2 separate regions of the Zea mays genome follow, and region 1 is linked to region 2. A link is a contact called in public Hi-C data. All regions are on one chromosome and are shown on one strand. Each heading gives the region's core, a stretch centred on a gene start, on an enhancer-like site or on the middle of the called end of the contact. The rest is flanking DNA. Distances are from core to core; before and after follow the strand shown.

The links. A called contact is a pair of places that touch in the nucleus more often than the background predicts.
Region 1: a Hi-C map of endosperm shows a contact between it and region 2, with 1.8 times the contacts expected there. The contact joins the promoter of LOC100273296 here to the promoter of LOC100381482 in region 2. A contact is called at or near these places in 3 of 25 Hi-C or Micro-C datasets (ear, endosperm and tassel).

What each region holds. Positions count from the first base shown.
Region 1 is chr7:151,221,660-151,224,810 of Zm-B73-REFERENCE-NAM-5.0, reverse strand. LOC100273296 (DNA primases) reads right to left here and starts at 1,333. Exons shown (of 15, transcript NM_001147737.2): 1 at 1,208-1,333; 2 at 962-1,092; 3 at 700-863; 4 at 329-475. The coding sequence starts at 1,280.
Region 2 is chr7:150,889,130-150,892,387 of Zm-B73-REFERENCE-NAM-5.0, reverse strand. LOC100381482 (Chaperone DnaJ-domain superfamily protein) reads right to left here and starts at 1,304. Exons shown (of 6, transcript NM_001174318.1): 1 at 1,050-1,304. The coding sequence starts at 1,199.

The DNA.
Region 1 (3,151 bases), core at 84-2,583, 330 kb before region 2:
CAAGCATTGTCATTTTGAAGAACACCATGGCTACGAGTATTCTCATTCTAAAGAACACCATGGTTCATGTTTAGCCTACTTCCAATTACACTTGACACTATGAACTCCAATACCTAGCAGTCTGCGGACTGAATTGTCAAATAATCTACCTGCTACCATACGGTGGGCCTACCCAATGATGATGTGGCCTCTTTAAAAAAAATTAGGGACAAGTTATTAGCATTCTGATGTGGGTTGATATTTTTTTGAGAGGAATTTGTTTTGCCAGCAGCCCCCAATATGATGTTTTGGGAAACAACTTTTTTGGAAGCTCTTGGAGTGACCCAACCTTTTCCAGAACTCGTCGTATGTAGACACAAGGAACCTTCGCGTACCGGACATATGCTCTTGATAGCAAAAGACATTGGTATGTGCGTATGCCTTAGAGAACCTGATCGCCTCGTCTTGCCTAGGAAATGTAGCCCAGACAACATCCCTGACGACAACCAGCAAGTCAGACTAAAACGGGCGTTATGGAGTAGTATCAAACAGAGCAGCACAATGTGGCGCGCGTGGACTAGGGCATGTTTGGTTTCCTACCTAAGGCGCCACAATCTGCCTAACCTTAGTCGCTCGAATTGAAGAGCTAAGGTTAGGCAGAAAAGTTAGGCACGTTGTGGCGTCTTAGGTAGCAAACCAAACAGCCTCTAGATGCCACACCTGGGGTTGAAGTCGGTTTGCTTCTTGAGATCAATGCGGATCACGTGCAGCAGCCTCAGGAAGCTCTGCGGCCTTTTGACTTGGACGCCCCGCGGGGAGCCGTAGAACACGAATGGGGACATGTGCTTGCGGCCTGTAGATTTGGCCGACGACGGCGCCGCGCGCTAGCAAACGCGGGGATTGGACGGAACGGTCCTCAGCTTTTTGTTTTGGTCTGGAAATTAGTAGGCAGAAAAAAAAAAGGAAAATGTCTCGGCCTCACCTTGTCCGCTGCGGCATCCGGCGTGGTGGAAACATCGGAGGAGCTCCGGCCACCGCTACCGGCAGTCTCCGACACGGGCGAGCCCCGCGACTTCTTGGCCTGCGGGAGCGGCCTCTCCCTGAAGGCCGACTCTGGGCGCCACGGAAAACGCGGAGCGAATCGTGGACGGTGAGACAGATTGCAATGTGGATGGGGAAATGGAAAGAGTGATTGGGGGAAGAGGGAGGGAGCAGCGTAAGTACATACTGGGAGGGGAGACGCCGCATTTGAAGCAGGCGAAGAGGCGGTCGACGTCGTCTTTGGGGTCGTACGCCGTCATCGCTTTCCTTGGATCGCCTGCCGTGCCGCCACAGCGTTGACAAGGGGTGTGTGGTTCGCTCGGTTTTGGCAGTTTTTCAGTGCTCGTGAGCGGGAACCCCAGTGGTTTCGCTCCGGTGAGGGGCGGGATGGAATCGCTAGTTCGCGTGGGCCGTGGCAGAGCCAGAAGTCCGTTTTTAGCCGGGCCGTGTAGATGGGCCAAAGTCACCACGCATTCCCCCGTGTCGTGCACTCCTCGCGCGTTTTGGATAGAGATGGCAATGGGTAAAATGGTAAATATCTACCGGGTATTACTACCTCATACTCATACCCACAACAAAAAAATGACTTCACCGGGTCACTCATATACACTGGTGGGTATGGATTTACCCCCATACCCATACCCGCGTGGGTATGGGTCACCCATCGGGTCACCCGTACCCACAAAAATTAAACATCTATCAAAATATTATATTATACAAATATCAAGCATATCCATCTAAATATCATTACAAAATTTCTAGCATCATTTAACCATCTATTCAATACACATTGGGTGAATTACATGTTCCATTACATGGTCATTAAATTGTCGTTAAGTCTTCTATGACATAATGGCCTAAAAGGTTATTAAATAGTAAAAAAGATGGATGACTAAAGTCTAAGTTTATGCTTGGGCTAAGTTTATATTGGGTATTTTATACCTACGGGTTAACGGATATGGGTGAAGGTGGAACGTTCTAATACCCGTTTACCCATTGGGTGAAGATTTTTGCCCAATAACAGACCAACGGGTAGAATATTTAGGCCACATACATACCCTAATGGAGTAAATACTCATCGGGTATCGGGTCGCGGGTACCCATTGCCGTCTCTAGTTTTGGATGGGTTTAAAATGCCAGTCATCATTAATTAATCGATCTGCTGCGCTCATGGCTACGGTACGTGACTGCTGTTGCTGACTTGCTGTTCGTCCGCCTCGGCTGCTGTGTTCGTGCGAAGGAAGGAGAAACTATGAAGGAATCCACGGCCATCGTGAACTTTTTTTTTATCCTTTCACGATGCTCAAGCATGTGCAACCACCGCCACTGGGTTCGTTCGATCCACAGGACAGTTCGACGCTGTCCAAGGATGGATGACACAGATCGGCAGCAAATCAGCGAGCGACTAATCATTGGGCAGGGGACGCCACATGCACGGTCCGTGGTCGTGTCGAGTACAGTAGTGTACAGCCGGGTAATGGACGTGCCGATCGAGCTGGATGATGCGTGTAGCAGCAGATCGAGCCTCCTGATTGATTGATCGATCGACGAAACAAGCTGTATGCTGCTGTACCTTTTCTCGCGAGCGTGCCAGCAGCATTATTGTTGTTCCTCTCGTCATTACCCATCTGTGGCTGTCTGCAGGGGGTTTTAAAATCCGATCCCCGCCGTTTTGCCTTTAGATTCCGTAGCACACATATGAGTTTGTTTGTTTTAAGATTTTTTTTTCTTTTGCTGTGGTATACATTTATCTGCTGATGACGTAATTATTGGTTTTTACGTTATTGGTATACATTTTTTCTTGGCTGTCCCCTTTTTTTTGCTGTTTTGTTTCTATTGCTGCTATCTATTTCCTTTCCTTGCTGTTTTTCGTTTAACCACAAGTCACGGCATTGCTTTTGGCGTGTGATGTGATTTGTGAATATGCGAGTATTCTCCGATGCAGAAAAGGCACGCGTGCGTGATGGTCGTGGATGAATGCACCACCTGGCACAAGACACTACTGGTACATTAGCTTTTCCTTCGTGCATGAGGTGACACCACCCATCTACATCGTACATAGATTCCGTTTCAATCAACGCATAATTTAGGGCCTGTTTGATACCTGGGCTAAAAGCAAAAAGGCTAAACT
Region 2 (3,258 bases), core at 55-2,554:
TTTTGGGTGGACTTGTCGACCCAAATAAATCCAAAACCAGTAGAGCTTGTATCACAGACCACAAGCCAAGCCCTAAACAACCTGATAGTCCTGATGAAATTGGGTTAGTTCCATATGCAAAGCTTTATCAAGCACGAGACCGGAGGGTGGAGATCTGAGTGAGCATAGACTCGTCTACACCCACTTTGCACACTTCCAAAATTAGTCAAAAAATACAAACTTGTAGGTCATGGACGCCTATGTTGATCCTTGTAGGTTTAGCCCAAGTTCAAACCGGCTGCACTTGAGCAATAAGCATTGCACAATGCAACCCAAGAGCACACATACAGTTCACAAACATCAAATACCAAGGTTGGGGCCCTGTTTGTTTCCCTCCTGGATTATATAAGTTGAATTATGGTGGAAGGGTAGAAGGCTAAAATAACACATTGAGATTACAAATCAGTTGAACTAAACTACCCATTACTAGCTTATTTCAACTTATTTGTACTCTCAGGGCTACTTTGGGAACCTCAAATCCCCTTCGGGATTGGAGGGGATTGCGGTGGAAATGAACTAATTTTCTGTCCAATCCACTTTAATTCCGAAGTGGATTTGAGTTTCCAAACTAGCCCTTATAGTAATATTTTACTCTCATATTCTTCCACCATAATCCAACTTATATAATCTAGAAGTGAACAAATACACCATGAGTATCCCAACTCCTTTTTTATAAGGCAAGAGTATCATTTTTTTTGCATATATCACCCTGTACAGAGCGGGATAAAAAACAAATCCACTAGACAATGCGAAACTATATAATAGGATTGTGCAAGAACGCTGCGCCGATTCTTTGCCGAATAGAAGTCCAACAAGCGCGTGATCCTCAAAAGCACACTAATGGTGCCGTAGACCTTCCATTCCATCAAACAGATTTGGGGCTAGATAAAAAAACAACGTTCGGATAAAAAAAAGATACATCATTTGTCATCAAAGAAATTGCAGAAAAAGGGAGATCTCAGAGGGGAGGGAGGGGGGGGGGGGGGGGGGAGGCGGGATTACGTATTTACGTTGTGCCACTGGGTCTTGTGCTTCCGCTGCAGAATGGGTGTCGAGTGGAACGAAGCGGTGCTCCCCAGCTGCTGCTGCGGGACCGCCGCCGCCCCCACGTGGGGGTGCGACCGATGGCCGGAGAAGATAGCCGACTTGATGCTATTCATCGTGGCCGGTATGGCCGCCCACGAAGACGGCGGCGGTGACCTCCGGGGACAGGAGGGCCGGAAGCCGGATGCGTCGCCGTGCCCGTGGCCCTCCGCGGAGAAGGAATCACCGTTTGAGTGAGTGGCTGGCTAGACGGGCCAGGCCCGCTAGACAGTCTAGAGCGTGGCCCGAAAAAGCCCAAAACTAGCCTGGTCTAGCTCGTAGTCTATCATATTCGTGTCAGTTCAGTCCAACGCATCTTAGAGCAACTCCAATAGTTATGTAAATTTTAGCTCTCTAAATCACAGATTTAAAAGGTTGCTAAATAATTTTGGGAGTAAAAAAATGTGAGTTCTCCAATAGTTCTCTAAATATAGGTTGTAGTTTTGTTTTATATCTATCCACATAAAAAAATAAAGTCACAAATGTCATCAATTACCTTCATTATCTACATAATGCAGTAAACATTTTTGTTTAGCGAGTTGCTAAATAGTTGCCAAATGTAGAGAGGAAATAAGGTTAGATGAGAAGTTGTTAAATTTAGAAAGTTCATTTAGAGAACTGTTGGAGATGAGTTTTTATGTTAACTACTTAAATTGTTGATTTAGGAAGTCTATTAGAGAACTACTGGAGTTGCTCTTACAGCACTTCGGTCTACAGTATTGGTTCTAAGGCTGTCCGCACTCGCCTACGCGAAAGCAGACGCTAAATGATAGCGTGAGGCTATAGAGTAGAATGGCGCCGCAGCGGTTGACTGTACAGGTGACTGCAAGATAGAGTTGCCCAGAAACAACCCTACATACAGCGCACTCTAGCGTGCGACTGCATCAGAGAGAGAGGCAGGCTAGGAGGCATGCGCGGCACACTGTGTGGATAAGAGAGAGGTGAAAATAAATAATAAAAAATATGGTAGTTGGTATAGAGTTGAGATATAGAGTAAATATGATCGCAGAGGTTTGTGGTATAGAGTAGATAGTCTTGCTGACGGGGATAGAATATTCTTTTTAGAGTAAAAATTTAGAGTAGTATGAGTGCGGACAGCCTAACTGATCTAGCACGATTTTTGGATTGGCACGAAGGAAGGCTGACCCACCTTCTTGACCGTTAGGTCGGCCCTCTCTTATGTCATAAATTAGGTGGGTGCCCGTGCGTTGCACGGAAACATATCGTCAGCATAGAGAACGTAGCTCCTACCAATCTAATATCAAAGGTCTCGACGATCATAAGCTCTGCCGCTGCTCCTAGACAGCAGACGCCGCCAGCATCAGGCGGCCCCCAGCAACGTTCAGCGCGCTGGTCGCAGCCCCTGCTTCGTCGGGAGCCATGATGCTTCGCCGATAATCCCCAAATACCCAGCCTATTTGTCGGGCAGCGCCACTGAGGGCATGGCGGCCCCGCAGCCAATGGAACACTGTACGGCGTGGTAGACGGGCTGCTCTCCCAAGAGCGCAACAGCCTGCTGCCCCACGTAAATGGACAAACAAAAAAGTTATTGCTACAAACTTATGATCAGATAGACAAACAAAAAAACAATATAAATGATATATAAAGTTGTTATTATGAGTAAGTTAGAAAGCACAACAACAATACGACAACCCCATGAGGCCATGATGCACAATAACAGAGATCCACTATGCATAAAACTCCCAAGTGAACAACGCCTATGATGAATCTGCTACTAACGCTAGAGCTGTCAATGCTCCCCCGTGCAAACACATTTGACCATTCATTAAAGGAGCACCAATATTATATCACCAAGCAAAACTTAAAAAATGACTGAATCGATAGAAGTTGATATATTTGGAAGGGAAAGAAGCATACTGTAAAAGGAAAGAAGTAGCAACAAACCTCAATGAGTAGAAATTATACGTCGACTCTTTTGGGGGCAAAATGATTGTTGGACCGAAGATCAATGCGAACTGCAAAACAAGAACAAAGAACATGGAATTATTTGATATAGATGGCAGCTTTATTCCTGAACCCCACATAGTATGATTAAAAAACAAACACAATACCCTTAGCGCTAAAAGATAGATTAAATCCTACAAATGATTTAATCTTTCTCCCTCCCTTCGCTTG